2 separate regions of the Zea mays genome follow, and region 1 is linked to region 2. Evidence: chromatin contacts called from public Hi-C data. All regions are on one chromosome and are shown on one strand. Each heading gives the region's core, a stretch centred on a gene start, on an enhancer-like site or on the middle of the called end of the contact. The rest is flanking DNA. Distances are from core to core; before and after follow the strand shown. Region 1 holds the start of LOC100285672 (ETHYLENE-INSENSITIVE3-like 1 protein). Region 2 holds the start of LOC103634596 (chaperone protein dnaJ 20, chloroplastic).

The links. Hi-C and Micro-C count contacts between places; a contact is called where the count stands out from the background.
Region 1: a contact with region 2 is called in a Hi-C map of leaf mesophyll, with 2.2 times the contacts expected there. The contact joins the promoter of LOC100285672 here to the promoter of LOC103634596 in region 2. A contact is called at or near these places in 7 of 25 Hi-C or Micro-C datasets (bundle sheath, ear, endosperm and 3 more).

Annotation. Positions count from the first base shown.
Region 1 is chr1:52,823,815-52,829,081 of Zm-B73-REFERENCE-NAM-5.0, reverse strand. It overlaps LOC100285672 (ETHYLENE-INSENSITIVE3-like 1 protein), which reads right to left and starts at 3,641. Exons shown (of 2, transcript NM_001158563.2): 1 at 3,440-3,641; 2 at 1-2,101. The coding sequence starts at 1,967. The coding sequence ends at 24.
Region 2 is chr1:52,646,552-52,652,326 of Zm-B73-REFERENCE-NAM-5.0, reverse strand. It overlaps LOC103634596 (chaperone protein dnaJ 20, chloroplastic), which reads left to right and starts at 2,265. Exons shown (of 1, transcript XM_008656987.4): 1 at 2,265-3,612. The coding sequence starts at 2,821. The coding sequence ends at 3,318. It overlaps LOC103634597 (probable ADP-ribosylation factor GTPase-activating protein AGD14), which reads right to left. Exons shown (of 14, transcript XM_008656989.4): 13 at 5,649-5,694; 14 at 5,195-5,565. The coding sequence ends at 5,520.

The DNA of each region.
Region 1 (5,267 bases), core at 2,392-4,891, 180 kb before region 2:
AGGAGCCCTACAAGTTTTATTCTTCAGTAGAACCAATTGGTCCCGTCGTTCTTCTGCGCCGCGCCTGGGTAATCAGCGGCGGCGGCGGTGCTAGACATGTTGAAACCAGAGCCGAACCTGAACTCCGCCGTGCTGGTGATGTCGCCCATCTGGCTCATGAATGGCGTGTCGTCGCGGATGAAGAACTGCTGCTGCTGCTGCTGCTGCACCACGGGTGGTGCCTGCTGCTGTTGTTGCTGCATCATGCTATTGACGTCGTCGAAGACTCCGTTGCCCTGTCCGAAGAAGCCCTCGTCCATCTGGATCCTCTGGGGCATCGCGTTCGGCCTCTCCATGATGGTGACGCTGTCACTACTGCTCATGGTCTTGCTCGTCATGAAGTTGGTGTCGTACATGTTCATCAGCTCGGCGATGGACCTCTGCCCGTCCATAGGCAGGCTGAAGTCCAGATTGTTCGCTGCCTGATTGGCTTGGCTGAAGGCCGGCTGGAAGGCTTGTGGTTGCGGCGGTGCTGGCAGAGGCTTGTTCTCGGCGCTCTGAGTGATCGGATCGTTGTACTTACAGGTGTACTGGTGGCTGTTGCGGGCATTCCGGTCAAGGAATCCATAGCTGTAGTCACTGTGCGGGCACTGGACGTTGTTGCAGGTGTACACCCGGTTGTTTAGCATTAGCTCTGGCTCAGCAGGAGCGGGGGCGTTCCTCTTCTGGATGAACTCGACGTCAGCGGTCTCCTCCTTCATCGGCGTCGGCATGAGGAACTTGTCACTTAGGATAGCCGCACCAAGGTTGAAGGAGGTTGGGTCAGTGACTGCTGTCTTCTGGTTGCCAGCCTCATCCCCCTTGCACTCATCAACGATGTCCACGTCGTACTCGCTTGAGGTGGTGTTGAAAGATATGGCACTGGCGATGCCACCAGTGGATGCCGGCGGGCGTGCGCCAGGGTGCATCTTCAGGTACAGCTCCTCTTCCTGCTTGACGACCGCCAGCCAGGTCGAGATCTCCTTGGCAGTCATCTTGTCCTGGAGGCACTTGGACTGGCGAACGAGGCGTCGGATCTTCTCTATGTCTGGTGACATGTGCTTGATGACAGCGGTGAGCACGCTCACCTTCCAGGCCTTCTTAAGGTCATGGGGCTTCTTGTAGGGAGGTGGGCCCTGGTCCTTGGGAATGCCAAGCTCCGGCCACCACTCCTCGTCGCCGGTAGGCCACCACGGTGGAGGAACGCCCTTCTCCAGCGGGTAGCGCCGCTGTGGGGGGTCGCAGTGCTGCATGAGTGCTGAGAGCAGCGAGCCGAGTGTGGTGTCCTGCAGCTCCTGCAAGGAATGAGGGCTGGCAGCGCCCGAGGCGAGCTCATTCTCGGCGCCCGGGACGGCGTTGTCGGCCTGATACTTGGCGATGGCGGCCGGGCCGTTGCGGTCGAAGCGGACCTTCTCCTTCCACCAGGCACGGAGGTTGTCGGAGGCGCCGCTCACCGGCTTGCCCTTCTCCGGAATGATCCCGTACACAAACCCCTGCGCGCGGCACACCTCCATCATCTTGAGCATGTACTTGAGGATGCCGTCCTGCGCGCGCGACATCTTCTTGCGCCGGGCCTGCTCCTGCGACTGCCTTGGCTTGGATGAGCCGTCGGCCAGGCCCCCACCGCTAGCCATGGGATCCTTGCCGCGGCTCTGCTGCAGCTCCCTGAGCCGCTTCAGCTTCATGCGGTCGCGCCACATGCGGCGCTCCAGCTCCTCGATGTCCTCAACGTCGTCATCGCTGTCGTCCTCCACGGCGTCCGGGAAGCTGTCTGGCGGTGGGTCCACGAGATCACCCTCCCCCATCACGCACTGGTCGCCGGAGGACGTCTGCGGCATGAGTGAGGCGAAGCCCAGGTTCTTGTCGCCGTTCTGCTGCAGGAGATCCACGAAGTTGTGGACGCCAGGGAACACCACGCTCTGATCCATCATCAGCCCGCCTCCCATCATCGTGACCTCAACTAACCACCACACCCGAGCAACTCACTGGCAGTCACGGGCAGATTGGCTCTCTTCCTTGTACTGCTACTTGTAGTATTCACCTGCGTGGGGGGTGTGGGGGACCTTTTTCTCCAAGTATTCACCTGCGCGGAAGCAACACGACGAACACGTCAGCTGCTGTGTTTACTGTCAGCAATTCAGTGCACAGACAATAAGTGCAGGGCAAGGGTAAACATGTGCAACACGATTGCGTGTTAGTAAAAAAGGTAATTAAAGATGGTCCAGTGAACGCTACTGTGGCATCTTAATTTGGTGATTACATGAGGGCCTTTTGCCTTGGCATCATAGATCTACACAGCTACAGGAGACAATCGTGTAGCAGAAAAAGGCAAGATTGCCTACTGAAGCAACAGCCGGGAGGCCAAAGTTAGCAACCTGGCATGTGTCTGGTGAAACAGAACAGGGCCTTGATCTGATCAAACTATACATGGCCAAATATAGCATGGCCCTTATTGTTTCGACATAAAAGAAACAGATTACACAGCATGGGTGAGAAATATGCATCACACATACTTGTGGAAGAAGGAATTAAAGCATGAAAACTTATGAGAATATATAAATAGTTCCATAAAAAAACTACTCATATGCCGGTTCACGGAACAAGCAGGTAAAGTTGCATCTTTCCCCCTTTTTTTACGAAAGCATGTTCACAAGCTCTGGTTGAATCACAAGGGGGAAAGCTAAAAAAAGATCAAAGGGCAGGGAAGGAAAGCTTTTCAGGAAAAAAAAATAAGTAGTCATTTTTTTTTCAACCAGCCAAGCACGAACTGACAGTTGGTAACAAAGAACATGCACCCATGTGCTTGAAAGGGGGAATCAAGGTCATACATGAAAGGGAAGAAAACAAGGGACTAAATGGACTAAACACGTATCAAACCTAACGAAAACTGGTCAAATTTTGCGCCTCCGAAGATGATGCAGGAACAGAATGTTTCCATCACACCCGGCTGTTAGACACTTCCTAGAACCGTAGAACGAGCTGAGCCTTTGACTAATTGTGGTATTGAGATCCAACCGAAACTTGTAGAAGGGGAAAAAAAAGAGGAAAGAGATGTAAGAAACTCAGGTTTTTGGATGGGAGCTGCAAAATCATCGAAGGCATCAACCTTGGAACTCTGTCGTGGATTTAGCCGCAGCTATTACGCTGGAGGACAGAACATCAGCAAGGGAAAAGAAGGATCGGAACTCAAACGGGAATTGGCCACCTCGGGAAGCTACAGGATACTGAAAAAAAAAATCTAGAGAGGAAAAAAGATCTCCTGGGGAAAAAAAATATCACTCTACATATCCATCAGATAATCAGGCGACCACACTCCAGTAGCACAAGCAGCAAGGGAAGAAGAAGATCAGCGAAGAAAAGGAGGACCAGCCACACAAGAACTGGGAAGGGTAGGAGGTCCAGGCAGGTAGGAAGAACTCACCTAGCTCTTCCTGTTTATCTCCCACTTGTTATTTTTCCCGGTGCTCCAGCTTTTGCCATGACCTGGGAGACGAGACGGAGGGAGGAGGGGCGAGAGAGGGGAAGGGGGGAGGAGGGGAGGCACGAGGTGGGGATAAGAACGGGGGTAGCGCCAAGGCCCCTGCCCTGCCCTGCCCTGCCCTCTGGCGCAAATAATAGGAGGCAAGTGGGCGTGCTGGTGCTGATGGTGCTCTGCTGCTGTGCTCGGCCTCAACAGCGACAGCCCGGCTTTTATAATCTGCCCTCTTAAACTAATGATCCCCGCCTCCCTCCACTCACGAGCTGCCACTGCGATGCTGCGCGGCGGTAAAAAAAGATTTTGCCCCTCCGTAATCGCCCGCGTGATGGCGCTCTTTTACCGCCACCCGCGGAGAGCTTGGCTGGTGGCGTCTGCGTGTGACACGCGGGGCCCGGTCGCCGGTCGGTGGCCTCCTGCTCTCCTCTCCCGGTGTGGCGTGGTCCGAGGAGGATCGTACCGCGCGAAGAGCTAGGACAAAAGGGAGTGGGTGCTGGCGGTGGTGGTGGCGGCCTGGCAGATGGGCCCGCTGCCCCGTGCTCTTCGGCTTTTGATGTGGCGCGCGTTCCTCTAATCTAGCTCATCGACCATGATTGGTTCCTAGTGCAAATAATTTTATATTGGGTTATTTTCTCACGGTAGCAGAGGTGGGTACCTTAGAATCATATAGTATTACATACCGTAAACAAATTCAGATGCAGATTTGGAAGACTATTCTAAACAATTCCGGCAATGACTCACATGTAAATGCAGAAGCATATTAGTTGTGTTCTACTTCTAGGTGCAGCTGCAGCGCGAAGATAAAGTAAAAATGTTTCAAGATGTTTATAAAAAATAGACGATAAAGTAATATTATACTTTGCATATGACTTTTGTATATTCAAGTATACTCTTCATCTTTATTTTGCCAGAAAATAAGCTAAAATATTATAAAATTTAATTGTACGTGGGTGCAGAGGCGAAGATATTCTATCTTTTAGGGCTAGTTTAACAATCATATTTAGAAATCTCTTAGAAAAATAAAGTTGCCAAACAAGAACTTAATAAAAGGAAAACGTGGGAGGTCACTTCGATTACTCCTACTTTCATAACAGCATAATTTTAATACATATTTTCCCATGCTATCTTGTTTTCTTACATGCCCACCATTTTTAGGAGTACACCGTTTGTGACAAAGGATTTAAGGTGCGTTTAGTTCTGTTGTCTACCATGAGAAAAGTTGTTTTCCGCTATCTGCTATAAAAAATTGTAATGAGTTGTTTGCCGTGAAAAAACTAAAAGTTGTTTGGTTCAAACTATTGTGAGTTACCATGAACAAACTATATATTACTTATATGCACTTTGTTTAACTATATCTATCAATCAATTTATATATTTATATATATATATATATAACATTTTTAATAATTTTATATGTTTTTATTAAAAATATTTCTTATTTCATTTATTATAACACTTATTTATTTTTAACCTTATTTTTGTCATTTTAAAGTAGTTGCAGAAAAGTTGAACCTATTTGGTTCAGCTAAGAAGGTATGTCTTTTCAAAGTAGAAGCAGGTTCAAAAAGCTAAACCAAACGTACCATGAGTATAGTTCTTTAATATTCCATTCTCCCTTGAATACAAAGTATGTACAAAATATAATGCTGGTGTCATTGAATATGCACATAATATAGGGTTTAGTAGAATTCCACGTAATTTCTTATAACTCTTATTGTATTTTTTGTTTATGGATAGGAATGTTTATCCATGCTATACCTTGGTTGGGAAAGAA
Region 2 (5,775 bases), core at 1,016-3,515:
ATACCGAGTCAACACCGTGGTAAGGGAAAGACCATGTAGACAGTCGATGCCGAGCCATCGAACGAGTAGACCGTTGAAACTAGTGCTTTAATATAGTAGAGATAGAGACTACTATTACAATAGAAAATTGGTAGATAAAATGTCATCCTATCCTCTAGGCCTTTCCTGACGCAAGTTCCTAATAACTATGGTGTTGTTTGGTTCACCAAATATAAAGTAAATGAGAATAGTAATGATTTACATTCTATTACCAGTGGTAAACAAGTTTGAATAGACTAGTATTAGTTTCTAGTATGGTATCTGATTACGGTAGAACCTACACAAACATGATCTAACATTATGAGTTACTCGTCACGTTACAAATATGTGAACCAAATGATTTAATGGAAAAAGTCAGGAACCGAATTTTGAGTGGAACCAATTAGTACTTAGATGTCGTTTGGTTCACATATTTGTAACGTGATGGGTAATTGATAACGTTAAATCATGTTTGTTTAAGTCCAATCGTAATCAGGTACCACCCTAGGAACTGATACCAATCTACTCAAACTCATTATCACCGGTATTCGAATGTGAATCATTACAATGCATTGTCATTTACGTTACATTTCGTGAACAACACGACACCTTAAATAAATGGTTCACGTTTGTTTAAGAATATCACAGTAAAGCCGTGTACGCAGAACAATGCGGGCACACGATACTCGCGCTTGATGCTATCCACATGACCACACAAGTGTATGGCTGTAATGCAAGTTCCAGAGGTCGTTGATTTGCTGCAAACGTACATTAGTAGCGATCGAGCTGCTCGTCCTTGTACCGTGATTAGGTGAACCGTTTTGAATTCTATTGGCTGTTTCTTCCGGATTGGTCTCACCACCACATGTACGGTCATGGATTATTGGGGAACTCTGTTCATGAAAAAGGACCCGACCGCCTCTTCTAATAACAAAAAAAGTATTTTTTAAATGAGGCGCAGATCACAGAGACACGCAGCAACAAAATGGGCTAATCGATCAATCGATGTTGAGACATACGTACGTATGAGCTTACACGGCAAGTCAGAGTAGCCGATAAGCGACCGCTCATGGACGAACCCCCGTCTAGAAACACGTCGTCGTCACGATGGCGAGGTCTTCCACTCATCAGATTCGACGCTGTCAGGCCAAAGGCTAGCCACGCATGCAGTCACACCGGCCGGCCTAATCACGATCTAGAAGGCTTGTGCAAACGACTCCCGGTGGATGTTGAATGCCAATTATAATTATTAAATATAGTTTAATCATAAAACTAATTGCAAAAATGATATAAATGCAGAGATACGAATTTATTAAATCTATTTAATCTATGATTAGAAAAATGCTTAAATATTATATAGATGAATCATAGACTGGTTAGATTTAATAGATTTGTTTGTCGTTTAATCACCATCTAAAAAATAAGTTTATAACTAAATTATATTTAATATACTTCTAACTAGATAAAACAAACCAAACACCTTTAGCTATATGCTAGAGTATAAGGATGGTGCCAATGCACCATCCCCTATCGTCCCTATCACATCAGCTCTCGACTTCATTCTCGCCCATCCTATTCCAGTGCACATCCTACAACCTTAACTCATAGTTACATCAACTTTTCTATCTCAGAATTAATTCACGCAGATTTGTTTTCAACACTTTCAAATCGCACAACATAATATATTTTTATTAAATTGAAAATTACAAAGCGCACAATATTTTGCAATTTATAATATTTTACATTTTTTGAATTTACAAATGAATTGGGATGGAATTTATAATATTTTGCAAATTTAATGAATGGCGGTGATGTGACCAAATAAACTAATCAAAATCTGCCACCTCGCTAACCCGTGTCTCGCCGCTGCCAACGTGTCGTCCACCTCTCGCCCACCTATCGCCCGAAAGCACGCTCCAACACAGACGAGAAGCACGCTCCAACACAGACGAAAGTCAGACGATATCGTCGAGCCGGCGGTGGCAGGGTTGCCCGCCGGCTCCCTCTCGCCTCGCTCCCGACTCGAAAGCCTCCCTAACTATGGAGCTGTTTGGTTCGTAGCTAAATGTGTCACACTTTGTCTAAGGTTAGTCGTTCGAATTGAAGAACTAACCTTAGACAGAAAAGTTAGGCAAAGTGTGGCAAGTTAGACATCAAACCAAATAGACCCTATATGTCAGCCTAACTATATGTCGGGAAGAGCCAAAGCCTGCCCTGCTGCCAGAGAGACACTACCGTTTCCTCTATCACAACTGCGGGCAAGTAAACGAGTAGATCTCCGCTCCACGGGCAAAAGGGAAATTCCAGAAAGGACGCACACGGCGCAGCGCCACCACGTCAATCTCCCCCTCTTGGCGCGCTTGCGCCATCTCGTCTTTCTAGATGCCCAGTCCAGATTCCAGAAGTACTACAGCAGCAGTCAAACCGCGGCACACAAGCAGTGCCAACAGTAATCACGACAAACTGGGGGTTCACTCACGTAAAGGTGATTAGCGCGTAATCGTACCAGACAGAGCCCGCGGACCGCGGTTCCCGTGGGCGATGACGCCCTTCGCTTATCCCTCCCGCCTCCGCAGCACCGTCCCTTCCAGAAACACAGAGGAGACCTCGTCGCTCACGCTGTCCAGCTGCTATATAAACGGGCACGTCCCCGGCCATTCGGCGCCACGATTGCAGAGCCAGAGCGAGACGCGACTGCTTTTCTGCTTCATCCACATTGGTAGCTAGCTAGCTTACACGTTCACGCATCGCTTTCCGGGCCGTCTCCGGTGGTTTAGCTCAGCAGAGCGGGGAAGGAAGAAGATGACCTCCGTGAGCGCGAGGCCCGTTGGCGTGGGGTACTGCTTCGGCGGGGCGAGGTGCCAGCCACGGTCGCGGGTGCGGGTTTCGGCCGCGGCCTCGGCAGTGGCCGCGCCCGCGCCCGCGATGGCGGCGACGATGTACGAGCTGCTCGCCGTCGAGGAGACGGCGGGGCCCGACGAGATCAAGGCGGCGTACCGGCGCGCCGCGCGGCGGTGGCACCCGGACGCGTGCCCCGGCGGCGCCGACCGCTTCATGGCGGCGCGGGAGGCCTACGAGGTGCTGTCCGACCCCGAGCGCAGGCGCGGCTACGACATCCAGCTCCGCTGCGGCGCCCACTTCGGCGACGCCGGGTACCGCGCGGCACGCCGCGCCGGGTTCGCCGACTGGGAGGCGCAGCTGACCGGGCTGCAGTGGCGCGCGGCGGGGCGGCGCGGGCGCGCCGGCGGGGAGACTTGGGGCAGCAGGATGCGCCAGGCGGCCGCGCAGCCGTCCTTGTAGCGGCGTCGCCGGTGGCTGGCCTTTGATAGTTCATACTTCGTAGTACTAGTGTACTACCCTACCTTCCCCTTTCCTCTTCGACAATCGAATGGCCCGAGAAGCTGTAATTGCGCTGTTCTGCAGCGTTTTCTCTTGCCAACACGTCATCCTCGTCGCACTGTTCGGAGTGCAGACGAGCTTGAAGTCTAGAAGCAGTAGACATTTTCCCCCCCTTTGAAGTGTAGTACTGTCAACTTTTAGTTCCCACTCGGTTACATACGGTTCGAATCCTATCTCAGCATTGTTTTGCAACTAGTATCACTCTTCGAGGACTACAGCTGCATCAAAACTTTGATTAAAAAACTGTCACAGCATACGTGCCATAAAACCGCTTACCCTTTGAGAAAACTGAAACCGTAGGTACCCTTTGAGAAAACCGAAACCGTAGGTACCCTTCGAGAAAATTGAACCCGTACTGGTCGTACCGTCTTTAAATAAATTAATTTTCAGCATTATGTTAAACTATCTTTATTAACCGAATTATTAACTAATACTTTTCACATCTAATGAGCACACGGCAAATATGTTCTATAGTATATTTAATAAGGGATTTGTTAATATTTAGATGTCTAAATTTTAATTTCCTTTTCGTTAATGGTTATTGCATATATTTTAGATTAAAATTATAGTGTTAGTTTATGGTAATTTTTTTAGTCATAATATGTAATTTTCGTATCAGGCTTATTAAACAAAACAAGAAATCTGATTTATACCGGTAAACCGACAATTAACAAATTATAATTGTTTCTATTATTAGATAAGAAAATAATAATAATATGTCATAATATAAGACAAATAATAAATCATTAAATTCATAATATATATACACTAGTTGATGGTACAATAGTGCTGCGTAGAATCATCTTAAATTCTGGACACGAAGAAGATATTTAATAGTATTAAATCTTAATGTTCTTTTCTACTCCTTTTTATCCTGAATTTAAAAATCATTTACTGTTTTAGTGTATAATTTCTAATATATTTAGATATATAACAAAAAAGTATGAATAAGAAAAAATCAAAATAAATTATAGGTACAATAGTACTCACTCCGTTTCAAATAGTAGCCATTTTAGCTCTTAGTTTTATATCTATATTTAAACAAATAGTAGCCATTTTAGCTCTTAGTTTTATATCTATATTTAAACAAATGATGATAAATTTAGAACGAATTTTATGAACATACTATTTCTCTAAAACGAATTTTGTTTGAGTATAGATTTGAAACATATTCACGGAGGAACAGAATCGTCTCAATTCTTAAGAAATCACTCAATCGAACACTCTCGTCCGGACGACTAGGTCGCCTTTGTCCTTTGGCTATTGCGTTGCATTTTGCATATGCCGTTTAGGGGGTGTTTGGGAACAAAGTTTTTCTGCAGTTTTGGAAGAATACTGCAGTATTCTCAAATACTGCAGTATTATATACATAATGGTGTTTGGCAAGCTGGGTAAAATCTCTATTTTCAAAACTGAAGTATGCAAATACTATAGTTGTTTTAAGGCATTCTAAACTTAGCTCTGGACCTCAGTTTTCAAAACTGCGGTATTATAAACTACGGTATTGTCATAACTAAAGTATAGTATAGTATTTTAAAAACTGTAGTTTTCAAAAACTTTGTTCCCAAACAGGGCCTTAGAATTGGCTAAGGACAGTTTGATTGGGCTGTAGCTGTAAAAATATTGGTTATAGACTGTAAGCTGTCGTTTTGTTCGCTACGGCTTTAATCCGGCTGTGACTACGACTTCTACAATATATATGTTGTATAGTTCCCACCCAGCCGACATACCCATGTATGTTGATGTCCTGAAGCAATATCCGCAAGAGATGTACATGTACCTGAACAACTTGAATAACTGGATGAAGCCATGTATCGTTGTAACTATCAGAAAGAAATGTACCGGGAGGATGCCCGGTAGTGCTGAATAATCATGTCCTAGAGTACATGAACCGAGAAAGAATACACACATTCCTCCATCAGAAACTCACAATTACTAAACATTCCTCCAGTGGGTCCTGGGGACGCTATCATATTCCCCACCTCCTCTGGTAACCTTGCAAGGTGTCCCGGTTCGCACAGAAAAGATTCCTAGCTCTAAGATCACCAAACCAAAGGAACATGCCAAGTCCAAGACGCAGATTATTTTCACTGTGATGCCCTCTATACAAAAGGATTTCCAGCTGATAAAGTGCCAACTGGTATATTCCTGGACCGGCGGGAAAGCAGATATCAGCAGATAGCAGCTCAGCTGGTTTACAATAAAGCATGCATCAGAGGGGAGCAACTCACAGCAAGGAACAGTTGGGGCCCCGCTCGACAAGGCACGGCAGTCCACCTGAATACGCACAGGTTGTTCCAGTCATATCCGGTGGTTTTGATGTGAAGCTGTGAACGGTAGAAATATAATCATTGGTAG